7 separate regions of the Mus musculus genome follow, and regions 2, 3, 4, 5, 6 and 7 are each linked to region 1. A link is a contact called in public ChIA-PET and promoter capture Hi-C data. All regions are on one chromosome and are shown on one strand. The core of a region is the stretch at or near the end of the contact, and the rest is flanking DNA. Distances in the headings are between cores, read along the strand shown. Region 1 holds the start of Ptpdc1 (protein tyrosine phosphatase domain containing 1). Region 2 holds the start of Ippk (inositol 1,3,4,5,6-pentakisphosphate 2-kinase). Region 3 holds the start of Bicd2 (BICD cargo adaptor 2). Region 4 holds the start of Fgd3 (FYVE, RhoGEF and PH domain containing 3). Region 5 holds the start of Susd3 (sushi domain containing 3). Region 6 holds the start of Card19 (caspase recruitment domain family, member 19). Region 7 holds the start of Ninj1 (ninjurin 1).

Region 1 (4,386 bases), core at 848-3,347:
ATCCCAAAAGTCCCCCATACCCTCCCCACCACTCCCCTACCCACCTACTCCCCTACCCACCTACTCCCACTTCTTGGCCCTGGCGTTCCCCTGTACTGAAGCATCTAAAGTTTGCAAGACCAATGGGCCTCTCTTTCCAACAATGCCGACTAAGCCATCTTCTGATACATATGCAGCTAGAGACACGAGCTCTGGGGGGTACTGGTTAGTTTATATGAAATTTCTAGGCAAATGGATGGACCTGAGTGAAGTGATCCAATCACAAAAGAACTCACATGATATGTACTGATTGATAAGTGGATATTAGCCAAGAAACTTAGAATGCACAAGATACAAGATACAATTTGCAAAACACATGAAACTCAAGAAGAACGAAGACCAAAGTGTGGACACTTTGCCTCTTCATAGAATTGGGAACAAAACACCATGGAAGGAGTTACAGAGACAAAGTTTGGAGCTGAGACGAAAGGATGGACCATCTAGAGACTGCCATACCTGGGGATCCATCCCATAATCAGCCTCCGAACGCTGACACCATTGCATACATTTACAGCTTTCGATGTCACTTGTATCATCACAAAGCTATTAATGGCATGGACAAAATAGAAAATATATGTAAAGCATCTAGCACAGAGCGCCACAGAATTTGCCTAGCAGTGTCCTGCACTAGAAAGACATTTCTACTGAACTGTATGAGATAACAGGACTTCTAGTAGAGTTTGAAAACATGGACTCAGCAGAGGCTGGTAGATGCTTATCTGGATCCATCCCTCACTTTTTTGGCATGGGATTTCCTTAAGAACAGAAATGTGCCTAGTGAAGACATTTCTCAACTACATGAGGTCATGTTACTGAGTATGTAAGATCTATAATATGATTAAGTTGATGGGTAGGCTTCTAGTAAGATCTTTATTAAAATATTAAATAAGGACATGGTGGATGGTGCTCTGTCTACGATTTTGATCCATGACACAAATTGAAAGGAAACCTGATTTTTTAAGGGTGACATGGCAGAATGTCTGGATCCCTGGGTACAGCTTTAATGAGAAGAAATGCCTGTGAGTTTAGATCAGGATTCTGGAACCTGGAGTTTCTGTTACAAGAGGGCAGAGACCAGTCAGGTCTCTTAATGACAGGGTCCCTGTTCCTGTCCAGACCTGGAGTCACAAGAGGCTAAGATGCTGGCAAGGCTTTGACAAAGAAAGTCTAAGGATTGCAGGAGAACAGAAGGAAGAGACTCTGGTGTTATGGAAAACTGACCAAAGAAGAACCAAACACCACTCTGAGAGTTGGAGAATTCAGATTTATTAGGCTAGCCTACTCCACTGTGGAGAGACATAGTATTTATGGGTTTTTAGCTTTGGTCATCCAACTGCTACAGCACTGGTGTCTTTAAATTACTGCCTTAGTGAACATTTGCTGATGGTCTGTTTCAGAACAACCGAGGGGAAATTTCTACTTGAGTTAAAGTATGCTTACAGAACAAGTGGCAGTTGGGACTTTCGTTAGCAACACGGATCGTTGCTAACAGGTACAGTGGTTTCACCAGATACCTACAGGACCCATACTTATGACAGCACTTGGTCTTCATTTTCCCCCCTCTACATAATTCAACTTTCCCCTACTAGACCAACTCCAGAAATTCATATTTAAACTGTCATAGTGCAAGACAATATTGACTATTAAATATAATAGTTCAAGAATATTAGGGGGGAAATGAAGACATTCGATGCATAATATGGGCTTTTCTTCTTCTTTGGGCGCTGAGACGGAACACGTGGTTCCGTGAGCGAAGCTCCAGAGCAGTCCTCGCTCCTCCTGCGACTCTGCACCGGGGCTCGTGGGGAGTCGGTGCCCCCCACCCCCACCCCCATGCTGCAGGCTGGCAGCCGCGCCCTCTCATGGCCCTGAGGGTCCTCCGGGCTTTCCGCGCACACGCCGTCGGCTCAGCCCGCGACCACTCAAGCCCCAGCTCGGCTTCCCAGCGGCTCCCACATGTTCGAAAACCTTAGAAGCTGTCCGCCGCGTCACGGGCCGCCTCGAGTCTCCATTGGCTGGCGCGTATCACGTGCACCGAGCGGCTCCGGCTATTGGCTGTTGGGTCGGGCGCGCGCAAGGCCGCGGCGGCGACAGGGCGTCCTCGGCGGCCGGGCTGTGGAGTGGCCCGTGCGCGCGCCCGAGGGAGACGTTGTGTAGCGCGCCTGGCGGGGAGTCTCCCTGCTCAGAGGCGCGGCGGGAGGCCGGGCCTGCGGGCAGGCCAGCGCCGCGGAACCCGCCCGAGCAGCGCCCGGGGCCGGCCGGTCCTCTCCGCCCGCGCCTCCCGGCCCTAGACGTGAGACACCGACCCGTCGGCTCCAGGGCTCCGAAGCCGGAGAGCGAAGCGCGCCAAGAGGTTCGGAGTCCGCAGCCAGTTAGGCGCCCGCCGAGCGGTCCCCAGACGGTTGTCCTTACGCGGCGGGTTATCCAGGGAGGCGTTATTTGGAGGCGCATCCCTAGAGGCGGGGCGGGGGACCAGGGCCACCGGGCGCCCCTCTGTCTTGCTCAAGTGCTGCGACACTCGGATTTCTCGGGAGCAGTTGGAGGCTTGCTTGGGTGTTTTAGTTGAAATCTCTTGATTAGAAATATTGACAACTAGTTCTTCATTACAAATAAAGCAGACAAGACAGCCACAAGCAGGTATCAGGCTACCACTTTGGGATCCCTAATTCGGACCTCTTTCTGTCAGTAAACGAGTCACGTGACCTTGACCAAGTCACTTTTTCTCCTGACATGCATTCTCAACGTTGATAATGATGATGATGATGTCGATGTCCCTGCTCTGGGGTGTGTGTGTTTTCTTATATAATAAAGGGTTTGTGGCCTTTCAGAGGACCACACCATAGATACACCCTACCTGTGGTATTAAATTTTAATGGAAAAGAAAATTTAGTAAACAAAGGCCCAGGGAGGAGGGGGGTGGAGCTTGAGAAACAGTGCTTTAGGGAAATAGCTGATCAAATTATTCCAGCAAGGGTTGTCTATGCTAAAAACTGAACACAAGCTATCATTCATTGACTGCGAGCTGAAGGAGCCTGAGAAGCTGTTATCATGGCGGGCACTATTAACCTGTGTGAACATGTATATATCCACCTCCACCTCACCCTCCACCCCCACCCTGCACAGCATAAGCTTTCTTGAGTTTAACAACAAAGTGTCATTCCAGGTTGTTGTTTTGTTTTTGTCTTTCCCTCAGAAAGGAAGGCTTGGGTGATTTGCCACAATCAGAGCTGTTAGTGGAAAGAAATAAAATGTAAACACGCATGTATGACCTCAAACCACTCACTCATCACCATGTGGTTTCTTCCTGTTCAGTTGTAGCGAAACTTCTCGCTACCCAGGAATCCCACCTGTGGCTTTTTAAAAAGTGTGGATACCCAGGTCTTAGAGACAAACTGGGACCAGCATGAAATTTGCTTAAGACCTCATAGACGATTCCCATTTGGAAGTCCGTAGTCCGTCTTAGCAATAACTAATTGCTAACCGGATACCGGTGCCTTCACAGCATTGTGTCCTGGAGACCCAGATTCCCCATCTCAACAGTACTTCATGTCCTTTTAAGGGAGGTTGGGTTTTCATCAGAAAAAAATCCTTTGTTGGTGGAATCCAAGCGAATTGAGAGAACACTACTGAATCTCTCTCTCTCTTTTTATATGATCTTCCTTGACCACTACTGAATACACTTTTTTTTTTAAATCCCAGCAGTCGGGAGGCAGAGGCAGGCGGATTTCTGAGTTAGAGGCCAGCCTGGTCTACAAAGTGAATTCCAGGACAGCCAGAGCTATACAGAAAAACCCTGTCTCGAAACCACCCCCCCCCCAAAAAAAGTCATATGAAGAAAAGTAAGAATCACAATTTACCTGTAGTATCACCAGTTTAACAAAATGATGTTTGTGGTCTTTACCATGCTGTATCATGATTAGTGATGCCCCCCTGATGTCACATAAATTTAGAACATTCTCACAGGCAGAATTATTCCATATATAGGGGAGAAAAAAAATCTAAAAATTATTCTGAATATAAATTTCAAATCACTGTTCTCTTAAAAGAACATTTCAAACCCCCTTTTTTTCCAAACCAAAACCTGCCCCCAAGGGTTTTTTCCACCCAGAAGAACTTTGGAGAGTGAGGGAGTATGAAAATACATCCATTGAAATCTTTTCTAAGAATCATCTTTGTTAGTGAATATTTCTGCCATTTCTCATATCCCCTCGGCTTCAATCAAAATATGTATGTTTATGATTCCTGTTCTTAAAATGATTTAAGTAGAAAAACTAACCGGCTCTTTGTTGGTATTAACTAGACAATGTGATGCATTGACTATATTAGAGATAAAGCTAGTATTTTATT
Region 2 (4,386 bases), core at 1,360-3,859, 800 kb before region 1:
TCCCAATTAACATTACTAACATTTCCCCACACTGAGGGTTATTCACCTACTTTCACAAATCCATCCACAATAAAATGACCATCTAAACTGTTTCAATTGGACATATAAGACAATAGTAAATTGCAAAACATAAACCCACAAATCAAAAATCCTAAAACGCAAAACTGAGACAGAAAGTGTGAGATGATCCCTACAGCTTGATGTTCAGCCCTAAATACTCCAGACACATGCCCCAGACACTACAGGCTCTAGAAATGACCTGAGGTTCTCCACTCGGTCTCTGAAAGGTTTTAAAACTAGACCAACATGCAATGGGCAGTTCTCTTCAAGTCTCAACAAAAGTTCTTTCTGGGCAGGTTAGTTAAATAACAAGTCTTTCACGATACCTTTGTCAAGAAGAAGGAAAACATGACAGCTCTGCATAATAATAGGAGTGGACATTGTTTGCCCTGAACCTCATGGCCAACACAACCCAAAAGGCTAGGTGCCCGGGACAACTGAGTAAGAGACTGAATGACAATGAAATGTACAGTGAGCTCACAAGACTCCAGAGCCAAAACCAACCAAAGGAAGGTAAAGGAAGCAAATGCAGCTGCCTCAGGACAGTTAAGCTGCAGTAGCCTTGAGGGAGGCCACAGGCTTCAAGTCACACCCTCAGGCTGCATGGAGGGCCACCAGTGCTAAAATGCAGCAAGTTCCTGCCCAAGAGCCCTCGGGGTCTATGCCTGAGCCTGTAGACAGGACAGTGACCAGGTGGCTGACAGCCTAGTGAGTGGGTCAGAGGGCTAGCTGAGCCAGGTGGACAGGGATTTAAGGTACCGTACCTGAGAATGGACAAACCGCAAAGCTGTCACAAATCACGACGTAACTCAGACTGACAAGTAACAGTGGAAACTTCTGGAGGTGTTGCTAGGGGTAGGGGAGACAGAGAACCCTGATACAACTCTTCTCTGTGAAACTGGCTAGCGGTCCACCTTCCTGCGCACCCAAGCATGCCCCATATACTCCTGCAGCCCTCACTGATCTCCTCTACCCCAAGACCCCAGGTCCCCAGAAGGCTCATTTTCTCTCTCAATCCGTCTGCACGTGGCAGTGACAGCACGGATGTCCAGTTCCCCCACCCCAGCCCAGCTCCTGCAGGATGGGCCTAAGGATAGCTGTGTATGCATGCTACAGAGGAGGAAGGGCTGACAGGGGACTTTAGAAGAGCTTTTCAACTCAGTGACTGATGCTCGATCAGAAAGAGTGAGCATGCCTGGGGAGGCTAGGTAAAAGCCTCCCTCTCTCCAGGACTGGATGAGACAGGCCTGGGAAGCTGAGCAGAGAAACAAAGCTCACCTGCTCTCAAAGGAGAAGGGGGACTACAGACATGCCCAGGACCGAAGGGAGCAGAGTTTCTCCACCCCACTTACATTAGCACTCCTTGGTCACAAAAGGCCTTAAAACACTTCCAAGAGGGGCCTTCTCCTCTTCAGTCTACATTCTGAACAAATACACCAGGAGGTCAGAGGTGCCAACTAGACACAAGACCCAAGCTCTAGGCTGCTCAACACTCAGTACAGCTCCATACAATCTGAACTTCAGAGAGACAAAAGTACATCCTATTCCTCTCTTCACTTTCCTAATGCAGCCTACTGCTTCTCAGTGGTGGAGGTGTGAATCACCCCAGCTCCCTGAGTTATTAACCTTCTCACATGACACCTCCCCGCCTTCTACTCCCCCAGCCCACCACATTCCTGCTAGCTTGTAATCAGGCAGCAAAATGTCAGAGAAATCTGGGGCTGCACACAGATCCATCCATATGCTTCTCTTCCTTTAAATTCGCCTCCTTGGAAAGGACTACATCTTCTGAAACCGCCTTTCAAGTTGAACGAAGGAGAAACCATTTAAAGTATATGATCGGGACGCGAACCTGTGGCAGCGCCCCGTTCCTGACAGCGCAGCAGCAAGGCAGAACACCAGCTCTGTGGTTTCTCGAGGCTGAACTCCACTCGGTGGGCTGACAGCACTCTGGGAACTTTCCCCTGTGCTGCCCAGGCCCTGGTCCAGGCTCAGCCTCTGGCCCACCGTTGCCTGACAGTAAGACGAGCATCCCGGGGGAGGCTGCACGGTGTGAGGCCACGCGGCACGCACAGCGCATGAGGAAAGAGTACTGACGGGACAGAGAGAACCGAGAAGGGACACTAGGAGGAAAGGGGAGCCAACGGAGCTAGGGGTGCCGGGGATGAGTATGGAGCAGAGGAGGGTACTGTGGGGGTGCCAGGGAACCACCCGGGCGGAAGCTGGAGGAAGAGTCACGACCTGGGTACCTGGACGGTACCAGGCACAGAGCTTCGGGAGCCGTCGGGTGAGGCCCGGAGCCGGGCTGCCCGCCAGCCGCTCACCTGCGCGTGGGCCACCACAAGGCTCTTGTTGCCTTCGCCATGGTAACTCCATTCATTCTCGTCCATTTTCCCCTCTTCCATGCCCCGGCGCCCTGGAACTTCGCGGGCCGGGACGTGGGGACGAGAGCTGGAGGCCGCCCGCCTCGCAGGGCTCCCGCCGCAGCCGTCTGAAGAAAAGCGCCTGTCAGCTGCCGCCTGCGCTCTCAGCGGCGGCGACTTGCAGGCAAGGAGCGCCGGAAGCCACGCCCCCGGCGGCCGCCATTCCCAGAACGGTCAACTTCCGGGTCCCGCCCACCTTACCCTCGACGTCCAGGGTGGTAGGTGGAGTGGAAGCCATATTATGTGCTGGCAGAGTGACTCACTTCCGAAACGCGGACCTGGGAACCGGAAGGGAGGTTTCCGGATCTGCTCCCGGACCTTGAGGCCGGCGGCTTCCTGGCGCCCCGAGTCCGAGGCGCTCACCCTCGCACTGTCCTAGGGCCACGGCTGGATCTTCGTGGGGCTGCAGTAAGGCGCCGGGCGACTCTGAGCCTCCGCTTACATCTGTAGAATGGGATGCACCTTCAATGGCCTTGCTCCGGCCAAGAGAGCCATTAGGTGGTGTTCACACTACTCCGGGAAACGTGGCGAGGAAACCTCACCGTGGAGCCTTTGCCCCAAGACATCCAGAAATGCAGATGAGGCAATAGACTCTCCCACCCCATCCCAGCAGAAAGCAATGACCTCAGTTTATCCTTTAATGCGGGGAAGATTGGCCCTGCCTGGTAGAGCTGCCTAAAGAATTATATGCGGTCCTTGTGCTCTTAAAAATGATTTGGGGCTGGACATGGTGATGCTCTCAGCATTCTGGATGTGGAAGCAAGAGATTTCTAGGAGTTCGAGACCGGCCAGGGTTACTTAGTGAGATCCTGTCTCAAACATAATTTTCATATTTGTGTTAAATTGTTTGGCCACAGCACTGAATATTGCTGTAACTGGTGTATGTGAAGAAAATCCAGCTTAATGCAGGCAGATAGTATGGGTTTTTTTGTGTTAATTTTTCCAAGGAAGACTGGGAAAAAAACAAAAAAACCTGTTCATTCTAAATAGGACACCAACAACAGACTGAAAGATCCTAATAGAATGTAAAAGGTCACAGAAGCCCTCAAATTGGCAAAATAGATTTCATTGTTAGTAAAAGTAGCTTCACTGATTTAGAAAAATAGAGGTGCACAATGCTCTGGCCGCGCCTTGAACCCGTGTGTCTGCCAATGTTCTGACCGTTCCTTAAACCCAGGTGTGTGCCCACTGCTGCACCTCACTGCGAGGTGTTTGTGATATTGGTTGCTGGGATAGAATCGAAAAATCTCCCCAGTAACCACAGCCGGGCCAATCCAGAGTTGCTCCACCTGCACCAGACTCTTTCCTTGTACCCCTCCCATACCCATTTCTTAAGAATAGACATTGTTTAGATCTGGAAATCCCCTACTCCCCCCTTCTCCTCCCCCCCCCCCCCCGTGAGGGCCTATAAAAACTGGGACCCCTTTCCCCTCGGGGTCAACTCCTCTACCCCTGCGTGGGATACAAGTCGTCCCCAGAGCTCTGGCTTTCCCCCCAATAAAGCCTCAGGTGGTTTGCATCAAGTTTGGTCTTTTGTGAGTTCTTGGGGGTCCGCTATTATCCCGAGACTTGAGCGAGGGGCTCCTCTCGGGGTCTTTCAAGACCACAGAAATGAATGTACCCAAGTATAGCTTGGTGAACCAAATGAATTTACAGGTCATGCTTAGAGGAGCATGGGTGAAGGGTTATTTATATTAGTGTGGAAGACCTCAAACCAGCTGCACTGAAAAAAACAAAACAACAACAAAAAACCCCTCCCATCCTAGCACAGATCCATTCCTCTTCAAAAGCTGAGTGGGTTTCTCCTTCAGCTAGTCTACCTTCGATAACCCCTGGAAACCCATGCAGCTGAGGCGGCTGTTTTGATTAAGATGGCAAAGTCTGTGTTTTGCTCCGAAGATGG
Region 3 (4,386 bases), core at 1,118-3,617, 720 kb before region 1:
CCCTCTCTGAATCTGATGCATTCCTCTGGATTCTACTAGAAACTTCTGGAAGAAACCTTATCCCACCTCACAAAGAGGAGAGGAGCAGTCTGCCCAAGCCTATATATATAGCCAGTGTGTGGATGGCATTAGGCTAAGCAGATACCTAAAGGGCAACCAAGAGACTAGATCACGTGTCCTGAGAGGTTTTCCTCCAGATAACGACAAGGCTATATGTAAACCATTGCTCTTCACTGTGCCATAAAATGATTCCGCCCATAATAATAATCCCATGAGGCTGACCAATAGAAGTCACCAAAGTTGGGACCAGCTAGCCTGTTTTCACTGCACATAGTACTGAAGAAAACCTGTTAATTCAGAAGAGGACAGTGAGCTTCCCAGGAGAGGTTCACAGGCATTCCATAGGAAGTGGGAAGGCAACCCATCTGTATGTGCAAAGGGAGTGGCACTATAATTAACAGTTGCTACCTGCCTGGAGGACCAAGGAGGGGGGAATGGGAGCCCAGAAGACTAGATTTGGGAAGAGGACACACCCACTCCATATTTTCACTCCATATTTTCTGACCTTCATCTATCACATCACTTTACATGCCCCCCCTCCAGGGGGTTGCCTGCCCCTCCCCCTCCAGGGGTCCCACTCCTTTGGTCAACCCTCTGCCAAATGAAGCCAGGCTTGGGAAAGTTACTAATGTCCTCTGTCAGGCAACAGATTTGAGAATCTGTGTGAAGACTCAATTCCTACCCGCCCAAAGAAGCAGGCACTTCTGGGACTCACCCAGCCCTGCTCTACCCAGACTTTAAGGACTCATTCCCCTAAAAGTCAGAGAGGCTCTCAAGAGTTCAGGCATCTATCCAAAGCTGACTGGGAGCAGAAGTATCAAAAGATGAGCCTGTGATTAATACTCAAGAGCAGAACTGAGTCTCACAGGGAAGGGAAACTGTTGAGATAATCCAACAAGCTACCTGTGTGGCCCCATGCCAGGCCTTTCCAAATATAGAATACTAAAAGCAATACTTCTGGATTGGCAAAGCTGTATTCCTACTTTGCAGAGCTGGAAGCTAAGGTTTGAGGAGAGCTTACCCATGGCTCACCCAAGGCTCACCCATCACAAGCAATAAGAAGGGGTTGGTCCAAACTCAAGTGTGTCCTTCTCCCATAAAGCATTTCCCCCAGTCTCCAGAACAAGGCTGGGGAGTCAAGAAGATGGGAGAGTTACTAATACTTAAATCATCCCAGAAAGCTTACCCAGGTCCCTCCTACTGCCCCTCCCCAAGCTCTTGGCCAGCCTGGGAGTCTAACCTCTCTTCCTACAGTGGGATGACACAAAGTACCATGTTTCCAACAGAAGAACACAGACTCCACGGTGACAGGCAGGCCCTAGGAGGCAGAGCAAGACAGGAAGCGGTCGATGGAAGCCATGCATCCCAGTAGTGGGAGCACCATTAATGAGATGGGGAAAAAGCAGCTGGTTGAGCGATGGATATCGGGAAAGCCGGCCTGTCAAGGGCCATAGGCAACCAGGGGCTGCGACTCACTCAGCCCTGTATCCATCCCTTCCCAGCCTCAGGCGGTCACGAAACCTGATGAATAGCACAGAAAGCAGCTGCTCCAAAATGGGGGGGAAGTGATTTGCTTGAAGGTGACAAACTGTGGTCAACCAACCCCAGGTCCAGCTTTTCCCTGGGGTCACTTGCACGGACAGCCTCAGTTGTAAGGGCATCATCTGCTCCCCACCAACCACACAGACACACCCTAGGCAGCAATAACCATAGCAGGACATCAGTCCTCAACGAAAAGGCCAACAAGGCCTGCAAAGAAAACTAGCGGGTGAGTGGGGCTGCAGGGAGTCTGGACCCCAGCAACCGGACACAGGGCCGAACAGGGTCCCTTCACCGTCACTGCCCGGGACCGCAACTCTAGGTCTCCTGCCCCACCCCTGGTACCTCCCACCACTGGGCAGGGTGACCTTAGCGCCCGAGGCAGGGGTCGCAGCCGACCACTCACCTCTTTGAGCTGCTCCATCTCGCTGCGGATGGCCTCATAGTCCACCTCGAGCTCCTCGAACTGCAGCTTGAGCTGGTGCTTCTCCTCCAGCACCGCCAGTCCATACTCGGCCGCCTGGATCTTCTCACGCGTGGTCTCGGCCAGCTCGTGGGACAGCCGCTTCACCTCGGCGCGCAGCCACTCCGGCTGCGCCTCCATCACCAGACGCGCATACTCCTCCTCCTCCGACGGCGCGGACATGGTGGCCGCGCGCCGAGGCCGGCTCCCACCTTGGCTCCCACAAGCCGGGCCCTCTTAGCCGCCGCTGCCGCCGCCCAGCCCCGACGGCCGCCCGCGCCGCCGCACTGCTCCTCCCTGACGCGCGCGGAACACTGGGGGCTGCAGTCCCACTGAGCATGGACTACACAACCCGTAGTCCCTTGCGCCCACCTGGTCCGCGCTTGTGATTGGTCTAAATCTCAAGGGGGCAGGCGCCTAACGTGACGCAAAGCTACGTCTCCCTTAGCATTGTGGGAGATGTAGTCCTATTTTACGCTCACTGCTTTGCCCGTTGTGCTCTGTACCCGCCTGGCTCCAATCGTTGATTGGCGGGCGCGTCTGACGTGACAAAAGTAGGGGTGCCACCGACCCCAGCCCAGGGACCCGGCAGCCACCCGGAGAACCTCAAGCCTTCCGCTCCCAGCCTTTGTGGAGTAAGGTGATCCGAGCTGTGGATATCACGAGTAAGATTCGCGTCCTGAAACGTCAGAGCATGGCTGGTGAGACTGTGTGGCGCGCGCTTTATGCGGAATTTGAATGACTTGTGGCGGGCCGCGGGCACTGCCAAAAGGATGCCAACAGCCTGACGCTAGGGGCTCAGGGGAGCCCAGGCCCGGATACTACTTCCTCTTGTCCATTGTCCGTTAGGATTTTCTTTCATGGAAATGAAGGCACCTCCGTGAGCATAATGTCAAAGGTGTATTTAAATGTTGTCCGTCCCCCGTTTTCGGCGAGACGTAGCTGTACTCTTCACTATAATTCTAAATAAAACTTCCCTCCTTGCATGGTGATTTGGATATAACAAGCGTGTTGTTCCCTTTCTCACTGCACACACCCCCGCAACACCACACCCTACAGCTGCGGACCACCATCAAACATAGAGGTCAGCTGGAGAGATGGCTAAGAGGATAAAGCTCTTGCTCAGTAAGAGCAAGGACCTATATTTGCGCCCCTAGAGCCCACCTAAAGCACAGTCTATCATCCCAATGTCCCTGAGGAAAGATGGGAGGTGGAAATTGGAGAATCCCCTGAAGCTAGGCTGGAGTATGAAAGACAGGGGCGGGAGAGAGGGGGAGACAAGAAAAGCAGAGATAACCAATCTCAAACAAGATGGAAGACAAAGACTGACAACTGGATCTTGTCCTCTGATTCCCAGTGCATGTGGGGCCTGTGTGCCCACACAGGAACATGAACCCACTTCACACACACACACACACACACAGGAACATGAACCCACTTCACACACACACACACACACACACACACACGCGCGCGCGCGAAAAGAAAATCTAGGATCAACACAAGAATTGCATAGTAAATCAACTTGGTGTGGTGGAACACACCTTTAATCTCAGCACTTGGGAGGTAGAGGTAGAAGAATTTCACGGCCAGCCTAATCTACATGTCAAGTTCCAGGCCAGCCACGACTAAATAGAGAGACCCTGTCTCAAAAGAGAGAGAGAGAGAGCGCTGTATAAGTAAATGTGTTATTCCTCCTTCTCTTTGGCCAACCAGCCTAATTTTGTACAACAGTCCTGGCTCTACACTGAGGCCCATATATCAGGCCTACGCAAGCTGTTCACACTAAGTGAAGGTGGATTTAGAAGGAACAAACTTTCCTCCAACAAGTCCCCAAGCTCTACAGAACCTACACTTATCCAGGCTGCCTGGGAACCTCTCCATACCCACCTGAACCTGACTGTGAGGCAGGTGTGAGTAGGGAGGGGGAGAGCCATGAGTTTCTGGTGAGAACCTGACCAGGGAACTTTGAACTTGAAGATAAAGGTGATTTGAGATACAAATGATAGCTCACTACTATTGTGGGCTTCCTTCAGCAGGGACAGTGCTGACCAGCAAGGTTAGGGCCTGGAAGAAGGTTTCTAGGATCTCCTTGTCACTGGTTGGAGTGGGGCAATCAGGAAATACTTCTCTGAGGAGGTGACAGCAGAGAGAGAGAGAGAGAGAGAGAGAGAGAGAGAGAGAGAGAGAGAGAGACCCAGAGGACTCCACATTCAAGGATGATGTATGTAGATCTTCCCCCAACTTTCAGATGAGAGACCACCTCTTTAGTACTCCCTGGGTCACAAGCCTGGCTCACTCAGTGCTCTCAATATTTCAGTTCA
Region 4 (4,386 bases), core at 855-3,354, 680 kb before region 1:
GAGTTGATCAGGATGTAGTCATCACTGGACCACTGTGGGGGTTCTTTTAAAGGGTGTCATCCAAAGTAGAGGCATTGCTTCTCCCCACTCAAGAACAAGAGGACATTAGGCTTCAGTTCTGGAATTTTTCTTTTTCCCTTTTCCCTTTTCTTTTTTCTTTCTTTGTTTCTCTCTCTCTCTCTCTCTTTCTTTCTTTTTGAAATGGAGTCTCATTATGTGGCCTTGGCTGGCTTGGAACTGGTTATGTAGGCCAGTCTGGTTTGAGTTTACAGAGATTGGTCTGCTTCAACACTCTGAGTGCTGAGTGCGGGGATTAAAAGCCTGCACCACCAAGCCCAGCCCTTTGATTTGCTTTTAAGCCAGAGGAACTCTTCCTCCTCTTTCTTTCCCACCTGCTCTGAAACTCTTCTCTCCATTCTTCCCACCTGGCCTGTCAGGCTAGAGTTCGTCTTCACGTCCTCAACTGATCCTGTGTTCCTGGTTGGCCTGGGTCCCAGTCCTGATGTGATCCCACGGCTGGCCTCCAGGCTCAGGATGTGCCAGCAGAGGGACAATTGCACTGTGCTGGGCCACAGGTGCTGTGCTTCCTGGACAGAGCTGAAAGCATCTGGGTGGCCGGAGGCTGCCTCCTCAGGGGACACGGCCCTTCCTCGGGGGACACGGACTTTCCTCAGGGGACACGGCCCTTCAGGGAGTGAAGCAAAAGGCTCTGGGCCAGGCACAGACAGCTCAGCAGTGGAGATTCAGGCAGGGACTAAGATTCTTTAAGGACTTGCCTAGGCTAGACCTCATTCTTTACAATGCCTCTAACATACACACCTCTCCATTTTATGGAAGAAGAATCGAGAACCTTGAGCAGTTCCATCATATACATATACACTCATGCGTGCATGTGCACATACATATACATACATATACACAGAAAATGTTAACTAGTTAAAACAAGCATTTAGAGGATTGAGCAGATGGTTCAGTCCAAGCATGAGGAAGTGAGTGCAATCCCCAGCACTCATGGGAAAAGGCTGATGGAGGCAGAGACAGAAGGGTCCCTGGCAGATCGCTGGCCAGCCAAGCTAGTCATGTTGATTAATCCCAGGGTGAATAGCAATAAATGCCAAAATAACAACAATAATAACAGTAACAACAACAACAACAATAATAATAATAATGTGGACTGCAACTGAAGAAGACATTTAGCTTTGACTTTTGGCCTCCATATGCATGCACGCACACACACACACACACACACACACACACAGAGAGAGAGAGAGAGAGAGAGAGAGAGAGAGAGAGAGAGAGAGAATTCAAGATTAGTTGATGCAATGGTGCACAGTAGCGATCCCAGCATTTGAAAGACTGAAACAGTGTAAATTCAAATGAGTTTGGACAACACAGAGAATCCAAGGCCATCCTGGACTACTTGGTGAGACTGTCTCAACAAAACCTAAAACAAACACAAAATTTAGGATAGATTAAGAAGACATTACTGAAATGGAGTCAAATTTGCAGCCTATATGCATGTTAGGCTAACCCCCTGCCCCATTATTTATTGACTTCCTGAGATAATGAGGGGACTTTCCCCTGAGGGCTGCCTGGAAGAGGCAGAGCTTAGCCCTGCTGGGGCAGTCCTCATCAGCCAGATAACCAGAAGTTCCCTCAGGTCTCTTGGAGTCACCGTGAAACAATGTCACTGGTGGGGTATGTTTCTTCCAACTTTCTGTAGTCACCAAGGTCTGTCTGGCCTGGGTCACCTGTCCCCTGATGGATCCTCTTCCCCATAGACAACATCAATCTCAGGTCTGCTCAGAGGAGCCCACCAAACCAGATGCAGGAGGTGTCTTTACTCAGTGACTTGTTAAACCTAAGCTCAGCCCTGGCTGCTACTGCAGAACCTGGTAGGGCTGAGCCAGGTCGAGTAAAAGGATTACGCTTTCGAAGTCATCCCACCACAAGCAGACCAGGCCCTTCAGGACCAGCAGACCAACCTCCTCTCACGTTGCGTCATCGCTACGGAAATGCAAATGTGCCACTGTTTTGTGACCAATATTGCAAAAATTAGAAAGAGGAAGTTGGGTTTTGTTCTTGCATGAGTTCAGCCCTGGGGGAGATGCAGACTGGTCTTGGAAGAAGGGTGAGTGGAGATTGGCTCCTGGGATCTTTGCAGAATCCTACAGTGTTTGTCTTGCGCTGTGAAGGGGCTTCGTGGCGGGTGGTAGGAGGTTACTAGAAACCAAACAGGAACCATTCAAGGGAGACAGATGTTTTCAAAGCAGGAAGTTGCTGTGGCACGGTAGCGGTGTCTCTTTTCATGCTGTTGTCTTTCAGTGGCTCGTACTGGTGAGAAGATAGGGTTGCTATGGGTGGGCATGAGAAGAGTTCGCGACTACAGAGTCCTGGACGTGCTATTGGCAGGTGGGGCACAGCTCACACTTAGGCTATGGGCAGTCTGTCGGTGACTACTGTGGTCCCTGGGAGGCTTGGGGGGGGGCACAGATCCAAGGCTGACCCCACCCAGTGTGCCTTAGTGGGGAAGAAAGCATGTCTTTTTCTGCTTAAGCAGAAGAGGTGGTCCCAGGGGATGATTTAATGGAGGCTAGGCCTTCGCATCCCATGTGGTTCTGGAATCTTCTCCAGTCTACAGTTTAGATATTAACAGATATGTCTGTCTAGCTGGGCACTGCTAGGAAAGAAAACTAAGCCCTCAAAGGACTCCTTGGGACCCCCAGGGCTTCGCCTGGGCAGCTCTGGGTAGTGGTACAGCCACTTAGGAGGCTGGCAGCCATAGAGCAGGCGCACGGCAGCATGGATAGAATGATATGATTATGATAACACTATGATACTATATGCCATGCAGAGTAAGCAGAGGCATATTTGAAAAGCCGGACTCTAGGACCTGTGGGGAGTGAGGCAGGAGTCACTGTCATTGTGGATGACAAGTCACTTGCCATTTTTCTGGGAGTCCCTGAGTGCTAGGGAGGATGAGCAGCTATAGGGGGATAGGGAGGGGACTCTGGTGAGAAAGAATGCCAGGGACAGGGTGATAGGCAGACTCTGCCTTGATTTCCCTTTCTGTAAAGTGAAGTCAGAATGATGCCAAGCCACACTGAGGTTTAGAGCTTACGCAGCTCTGCCTCATTTTAGATTGGTCCTACCTAGCCGGGGGTGGTGGTGGTAGTGATGGTAGCACACGCTTTCAATCCCAGCATTTGGTAGACAGAGGCAGGTGGATCTCTGAGTTCCAGGCCAGCCTGGTCTACAGAGCAAGTTCCACAACAGCAGGGCCACACAGAGAAACACCATCTCTTGGGGGGAAAAAAAACCAAAAACAAAGACTAAAATTGTTAGCCATTTGTGTGTGTGTGTTGAGGCATGTGTAGGGAAGCCAGAAGACAGTCTCAGATGTTATTCTCCAGGACCTGTCTATCTGGTTTTTTAGACAGGTTCTCTCATTGGCCTAGCTTGACACGTGGTTTACTGAGACTCTCCCCAGCCCCCATTTGGGTGAGAGATGAAACAGGCACAGAGCACTCTGCCAGCTCATCCCAGCCCCCCCCCCCCCGCCCAAAGTCTGTGAATGGACTAGCTGGTCCCCACATAAGCTCTCTGAGCTGATAACACACACTGTGCTTGGTTTGGGGGTGGGGCCAGCTCTGGCAAGGACAGGAGGAAGTGGTTTGTCTCAACTGGGCTGCCACAGACCCCCTGAAGCCTGCTTCTGCCCCTGCAAGGTCGCAGTGGAGACTGGCTTCTGTTTATAGAGGGATCTGCACCTCCCAATGTGCAGGGGCCTGAGAGCCACACTGAACTCTGCATACAGAGGTCGAGAGCACATTATGAGATCAGTGCTGAAATGGGCTTGTCTTCAGAAGCCTCACTGCCGAGTGAGAAACCTGGCCCTGCCGCTCAGTGATGAAAAGCAGCTCCGTGGGTTACAACAGGGACTCTGGGTATCTTGATGTGTGCTCCGGAAGTTTCTGCCGTACTGCGACTTCTTATGGGACCTGGGTAGGCTGATTGTGATCTTACACTTACAGATAGAAATTGTGATTGCTCCATTGTGTCTGTCTCCATTGTAAAGCGACTGAGAAGGAAGTCAAATCAGCACTGGGCAGATATAAAACCCAGATGATGCTGTTTTTGTGGACTGTTGTAGCAACTACAAGAAGGCTCTGAGACCGACGTGTGCCCAAAACAATGAACAAGGACAGAAGAATGCACAAAGCTGGTCACTGCTGTGGTGGCCTGTCTCTGCCTGCCTCTGGGCAGGGGGACAGACAGGGGGCAGGGACCAAGCTAGTCCAGGAAGGAAATGAGAAATGAGAAGGGCCATCGTTCACTGTGGCCACTTCCCTCTGTGTGCAGGATCCTCTGCACCCTAGATATCTC
Region 5 (4,386 bases), core at 1,168-3,667, 620 kb before region 1:
TGCCATCTCATAACTTGCTTGCTTTCTTCCCTCCCAGTTTTTGTTTTGTTTTGTTTCTGGCTTTAGTGTTGGTTTTGGTTTTTGAGACAAGGTCTCCAGTACAGGCTGGTCTAGATAGAACTTCTGATGCTCTTGGCTCCACCTCCCAAGTGTTGGTCACAGGCACGGATCACCATGATCAACTAGCCTACATCTTCTCTGACAAGTACAGAGCACAGTGGCTTTGGGGATGTTTGAGATTGTTTACGAGTACGACGCTTTGAGAAATATCTGTTATGGAGAACTGGAGAGGTGGGTCAGCAATTAAGCGCACTTGCTTCTCTCTTGCAGAGACCCGGAGTCTGGTTCCCACCATGCACATCAGACAGCTCACAACTGCCAGTAACGCCAGCTTTCCGAGGGTCTGGTGTCTCTACAGACATTCTCACTTCCTCCCTCCTCCTCCTCCTCCTCCTCCTCCTCCTCCTTCCTCTCCTCCTCCTCCTTCTTCTCTTCCTCCTCCTCCTCCTCCTCTTTCTCCTTCTCTTCTTCCTCCTCACATATTTGTTTCCTGGTTTTAAGATTTTAATTTAGCATGTGTGTGTGTGTGTGTGTGTGTGTGTGTGTGTGTGTGTGTGTGTGTGTGAAGGCAGGGGATTACTCCGTGGTTCTCTCTTTCCACACACAGGTTGCCAGGCCTACAGAGCAAGCACCTTTACCCACTGGGCCATCTTGCTGATCCTATTTTCTGCTTTCTGATTAGACAATACACTTACTCATTGTTGCAAAGTCAGAAAATACAGGAAAGAGAGTAGAAAGTCCAGAATAAAGAATGCCTGTAACCTCACTGCCCAGTGGCAGTGAGGCGTGAGGGGGAGGAGCCAGCTTCCTGACAGTTTTCCCTGTGCCCTGTTGTATCCTTGGCTCTTGAACTGGCCTGGCAGGTGTCAGGTGCTCAGTAGTCACCCCCATGGCACACACACACACACACACACACACACACACACCCTCAAAGGGTTCTCAAGCCATCATTTCTGAACCCGAGGTGGGTGGAGGTGGGTGCTAGTTGTTGATGAGCTGACTCACCCTGGATGGTAGAACTGCAAAGTGGTCAGATCCCAGGCATATAACCAACTCCTCTCCTCCCCTCTAACCTACCATCAGGAAGTTAATCCTTGTGCTTTCCCATGGACAGCTCTTTTTTTTTTGGGGGGGGGGGGAGGGAGTTTTTTTCGAGGCAGGGTTTCTCTGTGTAGCCCTGGCTGTCCTGGCACTCACTTTGTAGACCAGGCTGGCCTGAAACTCAGAAATCTGCCTGCCTCTGCCTCTGCCTCCCAAATGCTGGGATTAAAGGCGTGCGCCACCACCGCCCCGGCGCCCTGTACAGCTCTTATCTGAACCTTTTACCCATCGACAATGGAATGTTAGGGCTTGAGTCATTGTGAAAGGTTTTGGGGGTGAAATTCTCATTTTTTTTTTCTATTGAGTAGAGACTAAAGAACCAAGAAAACAAGAGCTGGAAGGATAGCTCAGCAGTAAAGAGCACCTGCTGTTCTTGCATGTGATCTGAGTTTGGTTTCCAGCACCCACATGGTGACACACAGCCAACCACTGGCATGCAGAAGGCACACATACATGCAGGCCAACCGTTCATGCATAAAAGTAAAATAAATCTAAAGAAAAAAAGGATGCTCCCTGGAGACTTTGAAGAGCTCTGGCCCCACCTCCTGTATGATGAGACAACGTGGATCTGTGGTTCTGTGGAGTTCTATCTGTAGTGCTTTGTTCTGTAAGCCTAGGAAACATCCCCACCCTAAATAACTGTTGGTCAGCGCTGCTGAACATTGGGGGAGGGGGAGGGGGAGGGGGAGGGGGGAGGGGCGGCACTGAGCCACACGATGGTGGTAGGTGCCTCCCCCCCCCCACGTCCTTCACAGCTTCTACCCACAAATCAAGGACACTTTAAATCCCTCTAAGTCCCATCCCTGAGCCTCCAGGCAGCTGCTCTCCACTGGCAGACAGGGATCTCTGGCTATGTGGCCAGGAATTCTGATATCTCAGAGTATGGTGGGGGTGGGGTAGGAGAGGGGTTGGTATCACAGTGGGGTCTGTGGATGGACCTGCCTTTCACGATGCAGCAGACCGGACATAAGCTTGATTTCAACTTTAGGACATTAAAGAAAGTCACATCACGCGTGACTCGCAAGTTCAAGTGAAAAGGAGACATTAGGGGGTGCTACCAACCCTGACTCCAGAAGAGAATGAGGAGGCTGTCACTCTCCAAGGTCACCTGCCTGGCCCTAGAGTCCAAAGGTGAGTCGGGAGAGGAAGGGTGTGCAGAAAGACGGCTCTAGCTCAAAGGCTTACTTCGAGGCGATCAGCCTGGAGGCTCCCCATTCTCTGCCCCTCCAGGTGTCCAATCCCACTTCTGCCACCCAGTGCAAGGGGTTGGCGGGACCGGACTAAAGTTCAACTCTAGCGTCTTGGAGGGCGCGACCTGGGTGTGGCTAGAGACAGCCACGCCTTCCAACGACCCGCCCCTCAATTAAGTCCCGCCCCCACCTCCGCAAGCTCCACAGAACACTGCGGAGCGCTCAGGATGCGCCGAACGTCTGCGACCCTTCGGGGCCGAGCGAGGCCGCGGTGGCGTGCTGGGAACACAACGCCTGTCCCAGTGAACCAGACAGGTGAGGGCTAGGGCCGCAGTTCTCAGTGCCCTCTTCACCGACGGAGAAGTAGAGGGGCGAGGGGCTGCTGTGCTGGGGACCCTGTCCAGGAAGGGGGCGTGCATCGCACTGCCAGGGCCTTCTCGAGAACGAACTTTCTTCTTGACTTCCCGCCGATCCAGCGGGCGACCCCAACTGAGCCGAAACGGGGCGGCGAGCGGCCCGAAACCAGGCGGCGGGCACCTCTTAGCGTTTGCACGGATTCGGCGACGGTCGCCCCGCGCAGTCCCAGGTGCCTGCGGAAGTCGGAGCCGGCTTCACCTGGCGGGGTGTGCGGCCCGGGGTTGGAGGGAGTCATGGAAATGTCTTCTGGGTTGCAGAGAGTTGTTATCATCTTTGTTGATTACTCCAGCCACACTTTACCAAAGGGAAAGTGAGCCTGTGATAGAGGAGATGGGAGGTTATCCAGCAACCAGGACCCGGGCTGCATCTAGGCTGTCAAAGGTCAGAGGTCTCCGGGAGGAGGGAAAATGGTTGTTAAGTGTGCCGAAGAGGGTTCTACACTTGATCTTAGCCAAAAGGGCGAGAAGCGATGCTGATGTCAGCTTTGCTAACTCTTAGAAACACCACCAAAACCACATTCCTCCCAAGAGCTCAGTCCTGCGCATCCAGGAGGTTTCCTGCCTCTGTGGAGGGCTTAGCTGCATTGCACTGGAGGAAGCTGAGGATCTGTAGGCACATTGCCCTCACCCTAGAGCAGTGCTTCTCAACCGTCATAATGCTGCGACCCTTTAATACGGTTCCTCGTGCTGTGGTAACCCCCAACCATAAATTTATTTCCATTGCTGCTTCATAACTGTAATCCTGCTAGTTATGAATCCTATTGCAAATAACTGTGTTTTCTAACGGTCTTAGGAGATCCCTGTGAAAGGGTCGACTGACCCCCAGGTTGAGAAACCTTTAGTGGGTTTGATCCGTTTGATACCATCCCATCGTGCCAGCCCATTGCTGGCCCCACAGGTGTGGCTAGTTTTAGCTTTCTAATTGTTACTCCACAGGAGCGCCTTTGTGTTAGAAGAGGCTAACTCTGGGCCTGGTACTGCTGGGGGGAAGGGGGGACATGCTTGTGAGTACCTTCTGCATAGTAGTCTGGAGGAGTAGGTGTCACCAGCTAGAAGTGGATGGCCTTGCCTAAGGTTATCCCTTGGGGTGGCCTTGGGGCCCTGCTTAATTTGCAAACAAAAGGCTATTTGCATCGGAATCTCTGGAGAAAGTCTGAGAGTCCAGTGTCTCAGTTGTCCCTTGCCCTACCTGGCATCAGGAGGAATCCACATCCTCACAGTGTGTCCTTGGCACCCAGTTTCTAAGCATGTCCCAGGCTCCTTGTTGTAGTTCTGGTTGTAGTCCTCTCTTACTAGGGATGAGTCCCTACCCCAGTGTCTCAGTTCCCTTAGGAGATGCTAGGTGAGTGCGGTATTCCTGCCCCAAGGCTGTGGACAGGATTCCCAGAGTATAGGAGAGCCTCTTGATTAGAAGAGTCTGTGGGGCTTCCTTAGCCTGTTTAACAGGCCAGGAAGGGAAGGGAAAAGAAGGCCTGAAGCTGTGTGGAGATAGTTTGGTGTTGTCAGAAGATAATTGAGAGATTAAAAAAAATGGGGATGTGTAGTTCCCACAGTCTGTAGAATGGGCCCATTACTGAACATTCTGGTGGTCTGTGTTCTCCTGTGGGTAGGACTCCGGG
Region 6 (4,386 bases), core at 1,089-3,588, 590 kb before region 1:
TCATATACGTTAGGCGAGCAAGTAAGCACTCCACCAACTAAGTCTCTCAGTTTTGTATCTGCCAGGCCTCCACACACCTATTCCTTGGCTATAAACCCCATACTGCTTTTACTATATTCAAAATAGAGCCAGGTTATCTTCTGAGCCTAGCTTTTATTCTTTCCCTTTACTACAATGGTCATAAGTACTGGTCCAACAGGCTGTGACTTCTGACCAGCTCAATTGTCTATGCCAGTGAAGGCTCCCAGCTGCTTTGCAGGAGGTGGGGTCCAACATCAGCTGGCCTTTCCACATTCAAATGTCAACAGGTCCTGCCAGCAGGCAAGCAGCAACCTGTGCCCCTTAGGGAAGAGGAGGAATACCCAGGGCCTATCCCTAGATCTGGGGTCTACCTTGCATCTCTTGTAGATCCTGGAGTGGACATTGGGTGTGTTTTGTAGCCCCGTGTGTCCCTGTAGCTGTCCTGTCTCAGACTAAGGTCTTCTCTCCCTGCAGGCTTGAGGTAGGGGGAAGGGGACTCCTATATGGTCTAGGATGTAGAATCTCTGTGAACTTGAGTGTTGTCCTTGGATCAAATGTTGCACAGACTCTGGAGTGCCAAGAAGCAGGTAGCCTGCAGTTGGGAGGCTACCTCAGACTGCTAAAGGGGGTGAGGGCCTCAGTTTCTCTCATGGGACCAAGTAAGGTCCTCAGGTTCAGAGGAAGATACAAAGGTGGAATGCTGGCCTTCCTGATGAGGAGTCTGGCAAGGGATGCCTAAAAATGCATGATTCAGGAAGTCCTCAGTCTCACCCCACTGCTAGAACACAGTGATGGGTGTGCAATAATTGGAGCCCTTCAGAATGGTCCCAATGGGGTCTGTGCAGGGTTCCTGCAAGATGTAGCCCTTGGATCTAGCCCAGACTGGCCCAGGCACACATGTAGGTCAGGTACATAGTACCTATACCCTGCTCTGGAACAAAGTCTGTCCATGCTGTCTGTCCCCTCTGCAGGCACAGATTAGTGCTGAGGACAGCTGCCTGCTGACTCTGCATTTGCCTGGCCGGTGGGGAACCTGAGCAAACCTCGCTTTCTGCAGTTTTTAGCAAGGGGCAGGAATGTATTGATCAATACCACTGGGTCCAAGAGTTTGGAGCTCTAAGTGACCTTGTAAGTCAATCTCCAGATTCCTTTCGAGCCTCTCACTCCCAAGATGAGAGGTTGCAGCACTGGGGAGGACAGAGACAGACACGGAGGGCTCAGGGACCCAGGGGGTTCCTGGACTGTCCGGGAAGTGCATCCAGACCTGGGGCCTCCATTCCTGGTCTTGGTCCTGGTCTGGTTCCAATATCTCAAGTTACAGCTCTAAAGTGTGCCAGACTAGCCGCACCAGCGGAGAAGCAAAATCTGGTGCCTGCTGCCATTGCTGGCTGTGAGGGTCCTGCCTCCCCGACCCTCGCAGATCTCCATTTCCTAGCTGGGCCTGGGCTTGGGGCCTTCCTGTGGTTGGTACCAGAGCTTGAAGAGCCAGGCCTATGTACAACAGAAGGGAAACAAGTTGGGAGGCAGAAAGATTTATCACCTGAGGCCACACATTTTACAGTTAGGAAAATTGAGGCTCGGTCAGACTACATGACTTCCTTAACTAGGCGGCAATGCCAGCCATTTGTCCTCTGTGTAAATGGGGGACTTGGTAGAACGAGGACCCACTAAGTTCTCTGTTAAGTCTCAATTCATCACTGTCCGGTCGAGGCCCTGTGGACTTCCGTTCGGTCCCTGGTTGCCAATGAACTCCCACCAGCCTTTTATGCCAGACTTGACCTCCTATGTGACCTTGGGTAATTCTCGTCTCTTTTAAGACTCGGTTTCTTCATCCAGGAGATGGGAGTGGGGTGGCCAGAGCGTAGCAGCAGAAAATTGAACTGAGAAGTTCACAATAACCTCCTAACCTCCGCAAAAAGCAGGCACAAGACCGGGAGGAGGGGCAGGGCATAGGCGAAGGGACGCCGACCCGGGTAGCTATTGGAGAGGCTGTGAATGGGGCGAGCCTTGAGCCGGGACGTGGCTTGAGTTCTCTGGTCCAGACAAGGACTTGGGTACTGAGTTTCTCCGCTAGGTCACTTATGCTAGCTGGAGCGGGACTCCCGGCGTCGCTACAGGAGAAGCTCCTCAGGGGCCGAGCTCTCTGCTGCGCGTAGTATAGAGTTAGGGAAGTTGTTTAGAGCCCGAGCCGCCCCACGGCTGACGCGTCTCCAGTGCGAAGTACAGAAAGGGGCGTGGCTAATCGGAGGGAGGGGCTTGGGGGCTAAGATGTCGTCGCTGGGCGGGACCTATAGGGAAGAGGCGGGGCTTAGGGCCAGGCCTGCGGGCGGCGGTCACCGGAGCCCTCGCGCCGGGCGGCGGACAGCCGAGGACGACGGGGCGGCGCCGTGTCCTCCGCCATGACAGGTGGGCGCGGGTCCAGGAGGGCGACGGGAGCCGTGTGACCTTGGCGTCAGCTGGCGCCGGCGACGCGGGCGTAAGAGGCGCGCGGCGGCGGGGTGTCCCGGGCTCTGCGCGACGGGCCGGGGGCGCCAGGGGTCTCGGGTGCTGAGTGGGGGGCCGTCGCGGGTCGAGGAGGAAGAGCAGCAGGTGAGCGCTCTCCCGGTGCACTGCACCGGCTGCGCCTGCGGAACGGGCGGTGTCCCGGGACGGGATGGATCTGAGAGAGGGAAATGGTGCTCCTCGCCAGTCTGCTGAGACTTTAGAGCGCCGCTTGCACACAACCCCCTTGGAGGCGGGACCGGCGCTGCAAACCTGGGTAGCTTGTAGTACCAGGGAGACGCCCGTGTTTCCCGCTCTAGATGGGTCTAGAGAATTCGGACCCAACAACTGGATCCCTCTTCTCCAGGATGGCTTGGTTGCCCCAGCCCAACCCTTTTGCTCTGGGGACTCACCCACTTTATTCCTGATCCCAGAGGGACACAGTGACATTGCTGTGCTAAGTTCTCTCGGTAAAAGATCCGATGAGAGGATGAGTCAGCGAGGGACCCCTGCTGCCTTAGAGCCTAGGGAACGTGATAGCTACCAGATGCACTTTTTTTCTGGGAGTCTCTTGTACTTCATATGGCAGAGTTCACCTGGGATAGCCCAGAGAGATGAGGTAACCCCAGAAATCCCAGGGGTCTCTAAACTGGAGTCAGCGTTGGGCATGCACAAAAATAAGACCTCATAGGTTGCAACCTGGTGACTTCTAGAACAGGTTAGAGGAGACCCCATCTTCCAGGCCCTTCTTGTTTGGAGCTGCAATTTCTGAGCATTATGTGTAGAGCCCCTAATATACACTCTTGTTCAGAATAGCCATTTGGGGGCAGAAGGAATATTCTCATGTCTGTGTAGGAATGGGAAGATAAAATCTCAGGTTGGGTAAGTGCCCCCAGACCACCCTGCTGGTCAGTGGTAGGAGCAGAATGGGAGCCTTGGCCTCAGCCTCTGGTTTCCCAGATCCTCTAGTAAGTTCATCAGGATGTGTGGGACAGATCTCGCCTGTGCTGGCCTCCAAGGGCCCATTGTAGAGACAGGATACCCATGGAAAATGAGACATCCCACCTCCAGGAGAACAGGTAGTTGTGGGGGTGGAGAACTTTTAGCTGGAAGGACACAGGCAGGCCTTGATTGTGGCAATAATACGCTTTCCTCTCTGCAGTCTACTTGCTGGCGCTTTGACACTTCTAAGCATCCCACCTTTTTCTAGTGGGAGATGGAGACTGAAAAGCAGAAGTCTGAGAGGGTTGGATGGGCAGCCCTGGGGCGACAGATCCCTTGTTCATTCTTGGCTCAGTGCCCTGGTGCACCAGCTGAGGGTCTGCCATACACATTAGTCTTTGTTGCCTCTGAGTGTGAGTGTGAGTGTGTGTGTGTGTGTGTGTGTGTGAGAGAGAGAGAGAGAGAGAGAGAGAGAGAGAAAGTGTGTGTGTTTGGTGGTGATAGATACTGAGAGTTGTGTCTTCACAGAATAGGCAGTATAGTATGGAGCGAGTGATCTAAGCCAAACCAAGTACTATGACAAGAACTTATGGGAGTGGTTCAGAGGGGAGTCGATGCTCAAGTTCTGGACCCCAGGAGAATTGTGAATTCTTGGAAGGGGGCTAAATAAACTGGGCATAAATCAATCACATCTTCCCAGCCTGCTGCATGGGTCCTGGCTCTAGTGAGCTGCAGACAGAAGGCTCTGGGACCCTAGGAGCAGAGTAAGGGCAGGTGGGACCAGCTGCTTCAGGGTCCCAAATGCCAGAGTGAGGACTTAGGTCTGGGCTGCTGAAGTTGAAGATGAGGTGACAGAGCCAAGTTTCTGGTACGAGCTGGCAGGGAGGGAAGTTACAGGGAAAGGCTCATGGATTCTGCACAGAATGATCTCTTCTTTATCTA
Region 7 (4,386 bases), core at 518-3,017, 560 kb before region 1:
GACAAAAATCTCCCTCCCACCCAACCCTGTACAGTCTCAGTAACGAGCCTCTGGTCTCCACTTGTACTGTTCCCCTGACCTCTTCCACTCACACCAAAGGGCCAGATCTGTCCCTCCCCTAAGCCAGTGCAAACACCTCCACCACACAGGGAGCCTTCTCTGACCTCTTTGCTCCCTACTAACCACTATGGCAGGCAGGCAGGCAGGCAGGCAGGCAGGCAGGCAGGAACCCTGCATACCCTTGAGAACCTAATTTAGTTGATTTCATTCTCCTAGTTGGCTCTTCAAAGAAATGGCGGGGGAGGGGGTGGAATATCTCTCTCCTTGTTCCCAGAGCCAAGACAGTGACCCCTGAGCAATCCAACCCAATCTCTCCTGTGTCTGTGCTCAGAATTCTCTTGGGAGGCACAGCTGATCCAGCTGTCTGCAGAGCTGAAGGGGGAGGCTGCTGCTCAGAGACAGCCAGTTTCCCTTCAAATCCGCAGCTGAACCACGGGCCCACCTGTTCCTGATTTGCATCCCTTGTCCTTAAAGGCCTAGAGATCACTGGTTCTTTATTGTAGACCCACATACAAAAGGCCCAGACAGTTGATGGGCTCCCTAAAGGAACTCAGCCCGGGGTGTCCCTGGCCCACTGCTTCCGGAGTGTTCACACATTTTGGCAGAGCCCAAGTCTCAGCTGGCACACCTGAAGTAGTCCCAGGAGACGTTGGTGTTCCCTGTTTCCACTATATGGACCTGGGCAGAAAGTCTCTGTTCTGGTTTATTTTGCACCGCAAAGACTTGTGGAAAATCCCAGCCTGGTGCAATTCCCCACCCCACTCCACCCCATCCCTGGGGGGGGGGGTCGGAAATAGAAGGAATGTCCAAAGTCAACATGTCACCGAGGGACAGAGGGCCATGCGGGGTGGTACAAGTGAAGGCTCGGCCCTGGCATGCTCAGGCCCTGCCCCGGAGGTAGACTATGAGGTGAGGGGTCAGGAAAGATGGTCCCTCGACACAGGCATCCGACCATCGCTGTGGCCTTAGCAGGCTAGGCAGAGCAAACTCGAGGCAGGTCCTTACAGTCCTAGAACTAGCACCCTGACGATCGAGAGGGTGGCGTTCTGTTTTTCATAGGCAGGTGACAGCAGCAGAGACACAGCCACGGGTTTCCCCCTTATCACTGCTGCAGACGACCGTGTGGTCACCGTGTGGTGACGTAGCTGTCTGCCTGATGCTAGCTTCCAACCAGGAGGCGGTGACTCTTCTCCCGCCCACCCCAAGGCACGCAGGAGACAGCCCGGAGGCGTTGGAAGTTGGAGGATGGTGTGGGAGGCAGGAGAGTCCCGGAGAGCGGAATGCCAGCCTTCTCCACCCGAGGAGTGGTGCCAGCCAGACGCGGGCTCTGCACAGCGGGGCGACGGCAGCAAGCTAGACCGCCCGGCGCCTCTGCCTACCTGCTGTGCTGGCCCCAGACCCGTGGGCCACCACTTGCGCTAGAGACAGGTCAAGCACGACTTTGCCCGGAAGCAGCGGCCACCACCACCCCCCGCAGTGCGGACGCCGCGCGAAACCGGGCCAGACGCCCACAGGTGCCCGCTGACGTGCCGGGCCCAGAGAGGGCGGCGCCGGCCAAGGTCACACAGCAGCCGGGGCAGGAGGTGCTGAGAGCTTACCAAGGCGTCGGGGGAACCGGGGGAGCCCGGGCGCAGGTCGCCGTTGAGCTCATACTCCTCAGTGCCCGACTCCATGGTGCGGCCGCCCGGGCCGCCCAGCACACGGCCTGAGCGCACCCGCGCCTCCGCCACGGGCTACGGCTGTGCGCCCGCCCCCGGCCCGCCCCCGGCCCGCCCCCGACACGCCCCCCGCGCGCGGCCGCCCCCGGACTCCGCCTCCACCCGGGGCGGGCCGGGGCCTAGACGCCAGCTGCTGGAATCGCGCCTGAGCAGGATAGCACTTCTCCAGCGGCCTTGATGTCCCCAATTCTCAGGCTCCTTCACGATGGCTAGGGCAAGCAGCCCAGCGCCTGTCCTCGCGATGACATCGGGGGTCCCCAGGGACCCTGTCTCAAAGTTGTTGATCAAACGGGCCCCCCTCTGAACTTTGAACATAAGCACTTGATCTGTTTAAAAGTGAGGCCAAGGGCGAGGCACATGCTGCCCCGTGCTGAGGTTTTTTCCTTGGGGAGGACACGCCCTGAGGCTGTAAGTCCCTTCAGGGTAACTCAACACAGGAAAAGGGTGTCAACGGTTACTCCAGGTTTCCACTTTAGAGCCCTCAGCTGTTCTGCCTGGAGAATAGAACATATGAGGGAGAGCCTCTTGCTCTGGGTCTAGCTTGCAGCCAGCACCCCACTGTGCAGAGCCTGCGTGTGGCTGGCACTGGTGGAGAAGGCTGGCATTCCGCTCTCCGGGACTCTCCTGCCTCCCACACCACCCTCCAAGAGAGACCAGGGACCAGAGGGAAGCACAACAGCTTTAGTGTCCAGAAGAAGCTGACATCATAGCCCTGACATCTATACTCCAAGGGTATGACGTGTTGGTTGGCTACTGCAGTTCGTGGCCCAATGGACCTTTGTGCCCCAGTACCATGTCTTTTCCTGGCCTAGGAAGCTAGATGGAGTGTGATGGGGTGCTGTCGTCCGAGGAGACACACTAGATGCAGGAGTAAAAGCCAGTTGCTGTGCCTTCTTCCTTCCCACCCTGGCCTCACTCTCAGGCCCCATGCTTTGCCTGGCCTCAGGGGTGCCACACTCCTCTCCTGGTATCTCCTAGAGTCTCAGAAGGAATAAGGACGATGAGACTCTTAGGGAGATTACAAGCTGGGGCTCAGAACTACCGTTCCTTGATGGAGTGGTTCACCTTCTCTTTATGACCCTTCTTGCCAGCTTGTGTCTTAGCATAAGGCTGGAGTTTGCTAAAGGCCAAGTGAACCTGCGGACCCTCTGTCCCCTGTCTCACATCCAGAAGGAAGAGGATTAGAAATAAGAAATGGAGCCAGCCTGGTGGTAGAGGTGGTGGCACAAGCCTTTAATCCCAGCACTTGGAGGCAGAGACAGGTGTATGTCTGAGTTCGAGGCCAGCCTGGTCTACAGAGCAAGTTCCAGAACAGCCAGAGCTACATAGAGAAACGCTGTCCCAAAAACAAAAAAGATACCTGGGCAGAAGAGATGGCTTAGTAGTTAAGAGTACCGGCTGCTTGCAGCTCTTGACCGTCTCTCACTCCTCTTCCAAGGCGTCTTACATCCTCTTCTGGCTTCTGTGGGTACCAGACATACATGCAGGCAAAACACCCATCTACATAAAATAAAATGACAAAGAAAATTATTTAAAAAGAAGAAAGAAATGGTACCCAAGGCTGTCTGTATGCCAGGTCCTGTTGCAGGCATTACAGGCTGGAGCTAGACAGTAGAAATCTGTCCTGTGGAGCAGATGGACAGTCAGACACAAATAAGAGGCCAGCACTTTGTGAAGCCTGGTGCCATACTTCTTAAGAACAGGGCTAAGGGGTGAGGAGGGCTGGAGAGACGGCTCAGCAGTTATTAACCCTTGTTGCTCTTGCAGAGGTCCCGAACTTGATTCCAGCACCACATTGGAGGGGTCATAAGCACTCCAGCTCCAAGGGATCTGACAGCTTCTTTTACGCATGCATTGGTGTGAAATTTTTTTATTTATTTAATAAATAGCAATTATTTAACAATTGTTTTTGGGGTTTTTTTGTTGTTGTTTGTTGATGTTTTTTTGGACACAGTCTCACTATGTAGCACTGTCAGACCTGGAAACTCACTATCTAGATTAGGCTCCCCTCAAAGTCACAGAGAACTATCTGACTCTGCCTCCTGAGTGCTGGCATTAAAGGCATGAGCCATCGTGCCTGCCTGACACAACTTCAGATACACACACACACACACACACACACACACACACACACACACACATCTTTAATCCCAGCACTTGGGAGGCAGAGGCTGGCAGTCTGGTCTACAGAGCCCATTCCAGCACAGAACTACACAGAGAGACCAGAGAGACCAGAAAGACCCCTGTCTTGGAAAAAAAAAGAAAAAAAGACTGCAGAGGCAACACAGTTGGTAGAGTGATTGCTTCAAGTGTGAGGGCCTGATTTTGGTCTCCAGAATCCACCTAAAGTGCCTGGTACTGGGGTGTGCAGATTTATAATTCTAGGAATAGCAAAATAGGAGCAGAGAGAGACATGGGTGGATCCCTGGAGCTCATTGCCTGTTTGCTGTCCCCAGTCACAGTAATATTTCCAAGTTGAACAGGTGATCTTTACAAAGGGCCCTGGAGACCAGTACTTGCTCCACACGCGTGCATGGGGTACCCAACTCTTCAGGTTGTTTTCAGACGTGAAACAGATGGCACAGAAAGTGCCAGCCAGTCAAAGGTG

What was found. Promoter capture Hi-C pulls out the DNA fragments that hold promoters and counts their contacts. ChIA-PET counts read pairs in DNA pulled down with a chosen protein or histone mark.
Region 2: a contact with region 1 is called in a promoter capture Hi-C map of pre-B cells. The contact joins the promoter of Ippk here to the promoter of Ptpdc1 in region 1. A contact is called at or near these places in 1 of 39 promoter capture datasets (pre-B cells) and 1 of 484 Hi-C or Micro-C datasets (CD4 T cells).
Region 3: a promoter capture Hi-C map of pre-B cells shows a contact between it and region 1. The contact joins the promoter of Bicd2 here to the promoter of Ptpdc1 in region 1. A contact is called at or near these places in 2 of 39 promoter capture datasets (cranial neural crest and pre-B cells) and 1 of 115 datasets of contacts at active chromatin or transcription factors (pancreatic cancer cells).
Region 4: a contact with region 1 is called in an RNA polymerase II ChIA-PET map of memory CD8 T cells, with 11 read pairs. The contact joins the promoter of Fgd3 here to the promoter of Ptpdc1 in region 1. A contact is called at or near these places in 2 of 115 datasets of contacts at active chromatin or transcription factors (memory CD8 T cells and pancreatic cancer cells).
Region 5: a promoter capture Hi-C map of pre-B cells shows a contact between it and region 1, with 2.5 times the contacts expected there. The contact joins the promoter of Susd3 here to the promoter of Ptpdc1 in region 1.
Region 6: a contact with region 1 is called in a promoter capture Hi-C map of pre-B cells. The contact joins the promoter of Card19 here to the promoter of Ptpdc1 in region 1. A contact is called at or near these places in 3 of 39 promoter capture datasets (cranial neural crest, hippocampal neurons and pre-B cells), 1 of 115 datasets of contacts at active chromatin or transcription factors (pancreatic cancer cells) and 2 of 9 other capture datasets (adipose tissue and liver).
Region 7: a promoter capture Hi-C map of pre-B cells shows a contact between it and region 1, with 9 times the contacts expected there. The contact joins the promoter of Ninj1 here to the promoter of Ptpdc1 in region 1. A contact is called at or near these places in 7 of 39 promoter capture datasets (the SN4741 cell line, cranial neural crest, embryonic stem cells and 4 more), 3 of 484 Hi-C or Micro-C datasets (CD4 T cells, embryonic stem cells and pre-megakaryocyte-erythroid progenitors), 5 of 115 datasets of contacts at active chromatin or transcription factors (embryonic basal ganglia, embryonic midbrain, embryonic stem cells and 2 more) and 2 of 9 other capture datasets (adipose tissue and liver).

The regions. Positions count from the first base shown.
Region 1 is chr13:48,623,383-48,627,768 of GRCm38.p6, reverse strand. Ptpdc1 (protein tyrosine phosphatase domain containing 1) reads left to right here and starts at 2,097. Exons shown (of 10, transcript NM_207232.2): 1 at 2,097-2,392.
Region 2 is chr13:49,419,465-49,423,850 of GRCm38.p6, reverse strand. It overlaps Ippk (inositol 1,3,4,5,6-pentakisphosphate 2-kinase), which reads right to left and starts at 2,609. Exons shown (of 13, transcript NM_199056.4): 1 at 2,385-2,609. The coding sequence starts at 2,465.
Region 3 is chr13:49,339,530-49,343,915 of GRCm38.p6, reverse strand. Bicd2 (BICD cargo adaptor 2) reads right to left here and starts at 2,367. Exons shown (of 7, transcript NM_001039179.2): 1 at 2,006-2,367. The coding sequence starts at 2,245.
Region 4 is chr13:49,306,926-49,311,311 of GRCm38.p6, reverse strand. Fgd3 (FYVE, RhoGEF and PH domain containing 3) reads left to right here and starts at 2,104. Exons shown (of 18, transcript NM_015759.2): 1 at 2,104-2,131.
Region 5 is chr13:49,246,325-49,250,710 of GRCm38.p6, reverse strand. Susd3 (sushi domain containing 3) reads left to right here and starts at 2,417. Exons shown (of 5, transcript NM_025491.4): 1 at 2,417-2,666. The coding sequence starts at 2,579.
Region 6 is chr13:49,213,978-49,218,363 of GRCm38.p6, reverse strand. Card19 (caspase recruitment domain family, member 19) reads left to right here and starts at 2,338. Exons shown (of 6, transcript NM_026738.2): 1 at 2,338-2,427. The coding sequence starts at 2,421.
Region 7 is chr13:49,184,910-49,189,295 of GRCm38.p6, reverse strand. It overlaps Ninj1 (ninjurin 1), which reads right to left and starts at 1,767. Exons shown (of 4, transcript NM_013610.3): 1 at 1,659-1,767. The coding sequence starts at 1,733.